3 separate regions of the Mus musculus genome follow, and all the other regions are linked to region 1. A link is a contact called in public HiChIP or PLAC-seq and promoter capture Hi-C data. All regions are on one chromosome and are shown on one strand. Each heading gives the region's core, a stretch centred on a gene start, on an enhancer-like site or on the middle of the called end of the contact. The rest is flanking DNA. Distances are from core to core; before and after follow the strand shown. Region 1 holds the start of Wipf3 (WAS/WASL interacting protein family, member 3). Region 2 holds the start of Gars (glycyl-tRNA synthetase). Region 3 holds the start of Inmt (indolethylamine N-methyltransferase).

What was found. Promoter capture Hi-C pulls out the DNA fragments that hold promoters and counts their contacts. HiChIP or PLAC-seq counts read pairs in DNA pulled down with a chosen protein or histone mark.
Region 2: a contact with region 1 is called in an H3K27ac HiChIP or PLAC-seq map of embryonic stem cells, with 2.7 times the contacts expected there. The contact joins the promoter of Gars here to the promoter of Wipf3 in region 1. A contact is called at or near these places in 1 of 39 promoter capture datasets (cranial neural crest) and 2 of 115 datasets of contacts at active chromatin or transcription factors (the SCID.adh cell line and embryonic stem cells).
Region 3: a promoter capture Hi-C map of hematopoietic stem and progenitor cells shows a contact between it and region 1, with 5 times the contacts expected there. The contact joins the promoter of Inmt here to the promoter of Wipf3 in region 1. A contact is called at or near these places in 8 of 39 promoter capture datasets (cranial neural crest, embryonic stem cells, hematopoietic stem and progenitor cells and 5 more).

Annotation. Positions count from the first base shown.
Region 1 is chr6:54,428,170-54,431,225 of GRCm38.p6, forward strand. Wipf3 (WAS/WASL interacting protein family, member 3) reads left to right here and starts at 1,517. Exons shown (of 9, transcript NM_001167860.2): 1 at 1,517-1,691. 9130019P16Rik (RIKEN cDNA 9130019P16 gene) reads right to left here and starts at 2,052. Exons shown (of 14, transcript NR_033635.1): 1 at 1,152-2,052.
Region 2 is chr6:55,036,577-55,039,990 of GRCm38.p6, forward strand. It overlaps Gars (glycyl-tRNA synthetase), which reads left to right and starts at 1,425. Exons shown (of 17, transcript NM_180678.3): 1 at 1,425-1,657. The coding sequence starts at 1,466.
Region 3 is chr6:55,173,688-55,177,216 of GRCm38.p6, forward strand. It overlaps Inmt (indolethylamine N-methyltransferase), which reads right to left and starts at 1,303. Exons shown (of 3, transcript NM_009349.3): 1 at 1,140-1,303. The coding sequence starts at 1,296.

The DNA of each region.
Region 1 (3,056 bases), core at 267-2,766:
TCTTGGTTAAAATCTAGGTGTAGCATCACTAGATACTGAAGCATAAAGAGAATAGGGAATGGAAGGGCAGAGGCAGACAGACAGACAGACAGACAGACAGACACACAGATACACACAACTCCCACTTCCAATTTATCAATCCAATGGAGGTCGCCAGGTAACAAGTGCCTTTACTAGCCAAGCTATCTCATCTATTCCTACTATATTAACTTTGATAAGGTTTATTATGGTTGTTGTTGTTGTTGTTTGAGGGGCTTTGCTTTGTTTTCTTTTGGTAGTACTGGGAATTGAACTCAGCTAGTGTGCTAAGAAAGTCTCGGTGATCAGGAAAGGCACTGGCACTATAGTCTTTAGTCTTTAACTGGTCATCACTCTGGATTCTGTCCATAGAGACGATGGGGAGAGCGGCTTAGGTATTTGGAACGTGGCTCCCAGAGACTGAATCCTGTTGCAATGTCCAGAGAAAAAGGATGCAAGAAGGACCACTTGTGCCATGAGACACTGGGTTCTTGAACACAACAACTTCATGATGTTTTCAGCCCCAAATAGCCCCACTCTGCAGACACCATCACTTTGAATCAAGCATTTAAAAAGCTGAATTAGTATATCCTCCAGAAACCGCCCAGCTTGTAAGATAAATGACTGGCCATGCAACTAGTTTGTGCTTTGGGGCTCCGTAGAAGACCTGGTGGGATTTCTACATGGCCATGGAAATAATTCTTCTCTGCAAATTGAGCTTTCCTTCCTTTTCGAACCAGAACACAAGTATGCCTAAGATGTGAGAGGCAGGAAATGCCAGCCTGAATTGCTGCACTTGGAGCAGCTGAGTGTACACAGGAGCCTCAGGCATAAATCTCCAGCATTCTCCAAGCTCTGGACAGCCGGACAGGGAAATGGGACAGACTCGCTTCACTCTAGATTTCAAACTGCCTTCTTCCCACTTCTGCCCCACCGGAAGCTACTTACCTCCCTGTGTTACCAGGATATTTTGTGCTCACCTATCTCTGAGAGCAAGCTTCTCTACCTCCCCCTCCCGCCCCCCAGCTCTCTCCACCCACACACCCACCCCTGCCTCTCAAGCCCAGGTCTGAATTGGGTGTCCCTCTGCTTTGTACACGTTGGATGTTCTCTTGGCTCCGTATTGTAAGTACCTGCTTGTGCTCATCGGGACAACCGGCTGTCCCATTCTCCTTTTGTCCCCTTGCATATACGCGCTGTCTGGGGCTTAGCGAGGGCTCAGAAATGTTTGTAATATATAGACGAGGTGGCGTGCAGGGGAACTCCAGCCCTTGGCCCCATTGTCCCCGTGGCTCACACTCGGGACTCTGTACCTGGGAGCTGCGCCGCCGCGCAGCCAGGACCGCCTCCTGGGTGCCAGAGCGACCCCGCCCTCTGGACCGCGTCCCCGTGCGCTGGGCGGCGAGGCTCCAGGGCGGCCGCCAGGAGCAGGTGGGGGCGGCGGCTCCGCCTCCGCGTCCCGGCAGCGCTTAAGCCCGGCTGGGAGCGAGCGAGGAGCGCAGAGTCCAGCTTAGCCGGGCGCGCAGAAGCAACGCCAGGCACTGTCTGCAGCCCAGCCGGGATCCTCGAGGCGACGGGGACGACGGAGACGACGGGGACGACGGAGACGACGGGGACAGCGGGGACGGAGGCGCCAGCTAAAGTCCAGTCGGCCGGGTTACGGCCAGCTGCAGGTAGCTGCTCTGCTCGCGTCCGGGCCCTGGGTTAAGTAAGTGGCCGATTGGGGTTGTCGCGGAGGGTATTGGGGACAGTCCCGAGGTAGAGTGGCCTCCCGCGTTGTCAAAGACGCTGGGTGAGTGAGAGTGCCCAGGACCCTCTCCAAACTGTAGTCCCCAGCCGCGACTACGTCTGGGAGCTGCTCCGTGCAGCCCTAGCGGCAACCACTCGCTCCCTGCCCGCCACGGGTCGGAAAGGGACCATGGCTACACCAGGTCACCTCAGGGCTCCCTGGTGACCTCCCAGGACAGCACTCTTCCGTTATCAGCTTCTGGCACGGAGGCCTCTTAGTCTGATGCCCCAAGGGGGCTCTGCTTCCCTTCCCCCACGTCACCCCCCACCCCTCCCCTGAGAACAAAAGGGCGGATCTTGCTTGTGTTGGGGATGTTAAGGAAGGGTCCCTGGCGATTAGGAGAGATCTGGGAACCTGCACAATCAGACAAGGACTGAGGATACTGGACCATTTCCCAGAAAGAAAGCCAATTCCTGAGGGAAAAAGTGACTTATCCAAGGTCACACAGTTCCTGGTGACAGAGTCGGGCCAGGAGCTGAGTCCTGACTCCCCGAGGCTTATCTGTAAGCCTGCCTAGGTCAGGAGCCAGAGAGTGTATGTGTCTGTCTATCCATTATCTCTAGCCATTTACATCTGGCCACAAATGGCCTTTAAAGTCCTTTGGAGGTGTGCGGGACTGGGTAATTGTGGCCATTCCCCCGGATACCTAGCCAGGAGCTCACGGGGAGCAAGCTTGGGAGAAGAACACGCTCTCCTGTAGGATGCCAGGCATCCATTCCCCTGTGGAAACAATGTCTTCTGTGTGCTTGGAGTGTCTGCCATGAGTGTGAGAACCTGAGTTGGGTAGATGTTCTGCCCAGAAACCCAGGAAGCCTGTCTAATGGCCTCAGGAAAAACCAGAAGTATCTCTGACACACACACAGTCTGGGGACTCTCTGAGGAAAGTTTCCAGTGGGACAGTGGTATTCCTCTTCTGTGCCTGGGGTCCTTGGATGTAAGTGAGAGCATTTGTTGGGCAGACTTGTGTGACTTTAAAAGCTTGTGTGCCTCACTGTCTTTGCCTTCGTCACCTCAGAGAGGGCCAGGAGAGGGTTTCTTGCTGCCAGTTAGTATTATAATCATCAGACACTCTAGCCTTGTTTTTAATGTTCACTCCTTTTACTTTCTATGTAAGTATTTTTCGGGCATGTATGTCTATGCACGACTCTGTGCCAGGAAACCCCTAGAGGTCAGAAGAGGGCACTGGATCCTCTGGACTAGAGTTAAGGATGTAATGTCCCTGAACCACTATGTGGGTGCTGGGAATGAG
Region 2 (3,414 bases), core at 175-2,674, 610 kb after region 1:
GGAGACTGGGGTTTGGAGTTATTTGTAGATAAAGAAGCAGGGTGGCCTGAGGTGTCAGAAAAGTGACTATAGGTGAAGACTAAGGACGCATCAGCGATCTTTGTCAGGACCCCTTCACTGGATCTATGTTTCTAAACAATGGTGGCAATAGCATGTTCTGAGTGTGAAATTTTAAGCCTCCAGATTTCAAAAGGTCACCCTTGGATATCTGTGCAGGCTGCAGGAAAGGGCCAGGAACTTAAACTGGTTTACACCTTCAAGTTCCTGAAAAACACCAAGATTGCCACAGCACCCCAGGTGTTATATCCAGTAAAGCTAATAAAAATACGCGTGATCCCTAAAATTGGCAGTAAAAGCAACTTGGAAGCAAATGAAGAGCGTCACAAACCTCCTCTTGCTTAACTTTTGTCTTGGGGATACTGGGTAAACTAGTAACTACCTTGTGTCTGGTTCTTCACCCTAAAAAACAGCATCAAAGATTTCTGGGAGTTGAGAACGTGTGGTCTCTCACTGCATGGAGTTGGGTTCTCTGAAAGAGGGCCTTGAGCCAGGTTCATTGCCCTCTAGACTGTCCACTGTGTAAAAAACCAGCTAACCAATCACAACAATAGCACAAGGATAATGATGGTCTTCTTGATATTTGTGAAACTGGAAGGTGGTATCTCCCGGTTGGGCCCATCATCTGGCTGACTGGCTGTGAGGTGTCCACAAGTTTGGGAGCATCCAACCTATATAACTTCTGCAAGAGCTTTGAGGCTAGAGTTCCCCTGACTGCTCCATGAGGTGGTTATCCAAGTAAAATCACTTTTCCTTTGCCTCTACACCTTGTCTTTCAAATTAACTGGCATGCCCTGAGAAGAACAGCAACTCTGATTCCTATAAATAGTCCGAGGAACATTGGGTCTTGAGCAATATTTTTGTTTTTGCTGTTGTTGTTTGTTTGTTTCTTAAAGACAGAGGCTCACTGTGTATTTTAGGCTGGTCTTGAACTCACGATCCTCCTACCTCGTCTTCCCAAGTGCTGGGATTACGGATGTGCATCACCATGACCCACTAGAGTTATAGTAACTCTAGGTTCCGATTTTATGTGACTTTATATACTCTTCTAAACAATGGGCTGAGGAAGAAGCAGAAGTATGGGTGTTCCAGTGGGGCGATTCGAGCGTCTGGGACAACAGAGAAGCCCACGATCTAAAGGTGCTCGGGCATCTAGGTTAGGACTGCACTCTCAGAAGCCATGTCCTTCTGTGCATTTGTCTGGAGCGTCCTCTTCACACATTTTTGAGCAAGTTGGTGCCCTTCCGGGTTCTCTGCCGAATCTGCGGTTGCAGACGCGGCGGCTGCGCGCGCCTGCGGGAAGTGCGGCTGCGCGCGCCTGCGGCCTGGCTGCGCTATTTCATCATGCACCGGGCGGGCCGCGCGCCGCTTCCGTAGCCGCCCTGCGCACCGCCTAGGCGGCGTGCTCATGCCCTGTCTGCTCCCCTCGCTGCTCAGAGCCACCCGCGCCGCGCTGCCGCTCCTGTCGCCGCCCCGAGTGGTCGCAGCGTCCGCGTCTCAGCGGCTCCTCAGCGCTCCCGCGCAGCCCGCCGCCTCCCGGAGCAGCATGGACAGCGCGGAGGAGCTGCTGGCCCCACTGCGGCTAGCCGTGCGCCAGCAGGTACCGACCCTCGCCCGCAGCCGCGCGCCGCACCCCGCTCCTGTCCGTCCTTCCCCTGTCCCCGCGCTGCGTCGGCATCCGTGATCCTTGGGCCTCGTGCCCTCTCTGCGTACCCCGAATCCAGCCGTAGGCTTCGCCTCCCTCTTTGAGCGCCCCGATGGCTCGGCTCAGCGGCAAGCTGATGCTGCGCGCTTCTTTTCTTTAGTCTTGGGGATGCTTTGGGAAGCGTTCCCTTCTCTTTATCTTCCTTGCTTCAGTGTTTAGCCTGAGGACTGGCTCACGGTCGAAACGTGGCTATGGGGAGGTGTCGACCCCCCACCCCCCTCCAATACTGATGCGAATTCATGATCCCTCTCCTGTCATCTTTCTGCCTTCTGAAGAGAGTGTCTGGAACCAGCGAGCTTTCGGATCAAGCTGGAAATTGTAGATGGACTGACCGAGCCACTCAGTGAAGTCATCCATTCTTAGGGTGGAACACCTGAAAATGTCATTTTGCGGAAGGGAAGGGAGGTTTCTTAGCTGGAGAATCTGGGGATTTAATGCAGATCTCCTTTTTTTACTGTAGCACTGAGTGGTGGTGATCAGACTTAAGAGGGAAAGGAGAAAAGTATTTGGAATGATACCCACACCCAGTGAGAGCCAGAGCTTACAGTAGGGCCCGGCATCCATGACCTACTAGCTGTAAACACCGGTCGGGTTGCGCCTGCTCTGGCGCCTGATGCAATCGTTTGTCTAGCTAAGGAGGGTGGAATCCTGTCTTAAGGATAATTCATTGGAGCTGAGGTGCTGCAGCTTCGAGGAATTCTGCCACTTTGCTCCAGTTTGAGCCCGACTCAGTTAATAGGCTTTCATTTTGATTTTCACTATGGGCTTTATTTTTTCTTTTTTTAATTGTATGTTCTGTACATTCAGTCTCCATCCACCTTCCACTCCCCACATAAATGTATGTGTGACTCCTTTGTTGTTTTGTTGTGACCTAACTCCTTCCTTTGGAACAATACATCTAATTTTGGGGGAAAAAAAAAAGCACACACTGCAAACCCCTCCCTCTGCCACGTTAGCCTGGAACTGCAGTACATAGTATTCCTCTGTAGTAAGACTGAATGTAGTTAACTTCAGGACGCATTGATCATGGAGAGCCTTCCTGTACAGCTTGTGTGACCTTCATGTCCTTTGTTGTTGGTTTTGACTTGTTTTTTTGGTTTTATGTGTTTGTTTGATAGGGTTTTTGGTTTTTTTTTTTTTTTAACTTTGGGATATTTTCCCAATAGTTGAATTAATTTATTTAAGTTAGTTTGGACTTTTTTCTTTTCTACTTTTCCAGAAGTACATATACACTGATTAGTTGCGTGGAAAATTTGAGTCATACTGAGTCCAGTGTCACTGGAAAGAGTTTGAAGATCATCTAGTTAAACGGTTTTCCTCTTGGACATGTATGGAAAAATGGAGTGCAGTCCATGTCACACGTTTTCATTGTAAAGCCTGGGCAGTTGAAGACTTACTGAGGTGTCGTTTGGAGGTGTTAAAGGATCGCTCTTAACAGTGGCGTGCATTTTGAAGGGGGGTGTTACCAGAAATAGTTGTGCCCCAAAGTAAAATTCAAACTGGTTTCTCTTAAGTCTGAGCTTGACAGATTCACAGGGCTTCAAGAATTTCTCTATAAGATAAGTGGTGATATTAGCAATCATGAAGGTTTTTTTTTTTTTTTTAAAGTATATTATGATTCATGAAGCTCCAAATGACCAGGACACACTGTG
Region 3 (3,529 bases), core at 53-2,552, 750 kb after region 1:
CTAGTGGAGGCCTGGGAGGTATGTCTGGTCTTCCAGATAAATTCAGGATTACTGTCTCTCTCTCTCTCTCTAATCAGTTGGCATAGGCTAACTTCAAAGAACATTGGATTTAGAAAATTGGGGGAATTGGTAGAGTGGCAGGGTCTGGGATAAAGGCTGAGAAGGACACCAGCTAGTTCTTAAGAGCCCTTCTGATTTTCTAGGAAAGGCAGCCACACAGAAGAAAGTGTGGCAGAGAGCTAATAGTAACACGAGCAAGAATAAAGCCTAAGACTTCAAGTGACCCAGCACTAATGGGGAGAATGTGCTCTGTGTGACCCTGGAGGTCAGTTGCTCAGTGTACCTCCACCCCCCACCCCGGGTATGCCCTCTCAGCCTGCCCTCTCCCTTCTGCAGTCTCCTTTTATACCTACCATGCCTCTGCCAAGGACTGAAGTCTGTTCTATACCCCAGCTTTCTCCAGCAGCACCAGGCTTTCTTCCCTCTGTATTCTGAGGTTGTTCCTTGCTACCCGTTCCTTGGCACCGAATGTCTGGCTAAGAAGGCTTTTGTGGGGGAGTACACTGAGTGACCTCCAGGGTCACACAGAACACACTCTCCCCATTAGTGCTGGGTCACTTGAAGTCTTATGATTCATTCTTGCTGCTGTTACTATTAGCTCTCTGACTTTGACTGGCCACCCCTGTCCCTCCCTAGCCTTAGTCTGCCCTTAGACATTGGGGGCAAATCATGGAAACTTGTATGCATGTTTACAGGGAAGAATTTTCATCAGGGATTTTTTTCAGAGAGACTCAAGGTTCCAAAAAGGCTGCAGAGCTTTCTGGAAGGCCTCTGGCAAGAGGAGAGGGAAAAGTAGCCTTGGTGCCCAGTCCTATGTCACTTCTCTCAGCATGGGCCTAGGAGCTCCACAAATCTGGGTATACCCCTCAAAGCTTACGAGTGTAGCTACTGAGGCTGATCATGGGTGCAAGGCAAGTTCTTCACTCCTGAGGCATGGCTCTTCTGGATCTGCACACATTGCCATCTATGGGCCCTGTGGGCCTTCAGACCAGTCACCTCTGTAGCATCTGTATATACAGAATAAGCTCTCCCTGTTGGCATGGTTCCAGCCCCTCCCCAGGGAGACCTCAGCCACTCACCTGTAGAGAAGGTCTGGTAGAGGTTCTGCAGGCTAAACTTTACGATTTCCTGCTCTGCCACAGGGCCAGAGTGGAAGCTGTAGTAGGTGGTCAGGTAGTCTTTGGGAGTGAACTCTTTTTCATAGTCCTCACCTCCTATGTATACCTTGCCCTCCATTCTAGCCAGCCCACACAGCTGTCCAGACTCCTTTGCCCCTACTGAATGCTCACTCCTTCCCACCATGCCTTTTATAATCTTTTTATAAGACCTCCCTTCTCAGGGAGGAGCTAGGGTCCCTGGAGATGGTTTCAGAGTGCAGGTGTCAGATTCCTGGCTGGATTTGATTTTTGTGATGAAGCAAGAGAATGCTAGATTCCTGGCTGGATTTGATTTTTGTGATGAAGCAAGAGAATGCTAGAGGGCCTCCAGTCCTGTCCTGGGTCACTGGGCCCTGAAGCTCTCATCCCTGGCCCTCTAGGGTGGCATGTGGACAACTGGGATCAGGAGAGAGAGACAGAGAGAGAGAGAGACAGACAGACAGAGACAGACAGAGACAGATATATATATGGAGACACAGAGAGAGACAGAGAGAGAGAGAGAGACAGAGAGAGAGAGACAGAGAGAGAGAGAGAGAGACAGAGAGAGAATTACATAGGGACAGAGGTACACAGACAGACAAAGAGAAAGAGGCAGAGACCAAAGAGATGAGGGTCTCATTAGGGATGCTTCACTCATGGGGTTAAGAGTAGAGGGTGGAGACACAGGGCCAGGCTCCCAGCCAACACATTCACGGCCCCTGGGCTTCATCTTTGATAAGGCAAATAAAACAAGAACCAGAACAGAAGTGCTCCCCAGGCTGGGGAAGTAGGAGGACCAGAGATCTTCAAATCTCTCTGCTATTCTACACTCAGTGAACTTGCCTTTGTAAACAGCTTATCTTTAACTGAGTTAATGATTCCCCAGCGGTTTAAGGTTTAAGTCTTGTTTTCTCATTTGGCTTAATGTTTTCTTTCTTTCTTTCTTTCTTTCTTTCTTTCTTTCTTTCTTTCTTTCTTTCTTTCTTTCTTTCTTTCTTTCTTTCTTCCTTCCTTCCTTCCTTCCTTCCTTCCTTTCTTTCTTTCTTTCTTTCTTTCTTTCTTTCTTCCTTTTCTTTTTCTTATGCTCGGGAGTAAACTTTGACAGCACCTCCCCAAATCACTAGGCCTGTGTGTTGCCAAGCCCTGTATTTGGACAAACAATTGAAAACGTGTCACAACACTGCACAGAGCGCCACCCATCCACATCCACGTGTGTGCACATGTGCATCTTGTCCTCTGCCCCCAGAATCATCAGCTCACTTAGATCTGCTGTGGTCTGGTCTGGTTGCTTTGAAAAATGATGCCCCAGTTTGCCGTCTTTTGCTTTGGTAAACAACCATGACCCAAAGCAACCTGGGAAGGAAAGGGTTTATTTGACTTGCACCTCCTGACCACAGTTTGTCACTGAGGAAGGGCAGGGCAGGAGCTCAAGCAGGAGTAGAGGTGGGGACATTGAAAGACCACTGCTCACTGGCTTGCCCTCCATGGTTTGCTTAGCCTGCTGGCTAAGGGGTGACACCACCCGCAGAACACGGGGCTCACCCACATCAGTCATTAATTAAGGAAACACTCACGGGCCAGTCTGATGAAGGTCACTCCTCACTTGAGGATCTCTCTTCCCAGGTGACTCTAGTGTGTGTTAGGTTGGAAAAAATAACCAACTAGACCTGCTACTGCAAAGGGAAAATGGACAGAGGCTGTGTAGACTCTTACTCTGCTGTAAGGGAGTCTGCAGTGATCACACACACACACACACACACACACACACACACACACACACTTGCCTCATCTCTTTCTAAGTCATCCAAGGGTGAGAGTGTCTGGGTAGCAAACTTCAGAGTGGGTTCCCAGGGGCAAACGTTGGGAGGATGGGCATGCCACAGTGGGGAAAGTTCATGACACTGATTGCCTACTATGTGACAGGGGTCTCCTGGCTTTTTCACAACAACCTGCAAGGTATCTGCCCCCTCAACAACAAGGAAGTGGGCAATGTGATGCCCCAGGTCGCTGTCAGCAGCAGAGGCCCCAGATTCACGCCCAAAGTGGGAACACAGACTCAGCCCCAGCCTCACCCTGCTCATCATCCTTCAGGCTCTCTGACCTTCAGTTGGGTGGTTCATGGACTTGCTCACACACTGCCTTATAAGCTCAGGGAATCAATCACTCCCAGTGATTGATCCTGTCCCTGGATCTCCATCATGGCCCCAGACACTATGTTTCAAGCCAGAAGAATGAGCCCTGCCACTCAGAATGGAAGGTGATCATTTTCTCTCGGGCTTCCTGGAGCTCGGGGAACCATCTCCACAGGATGTAAACCCATCTGTCATTGTCAT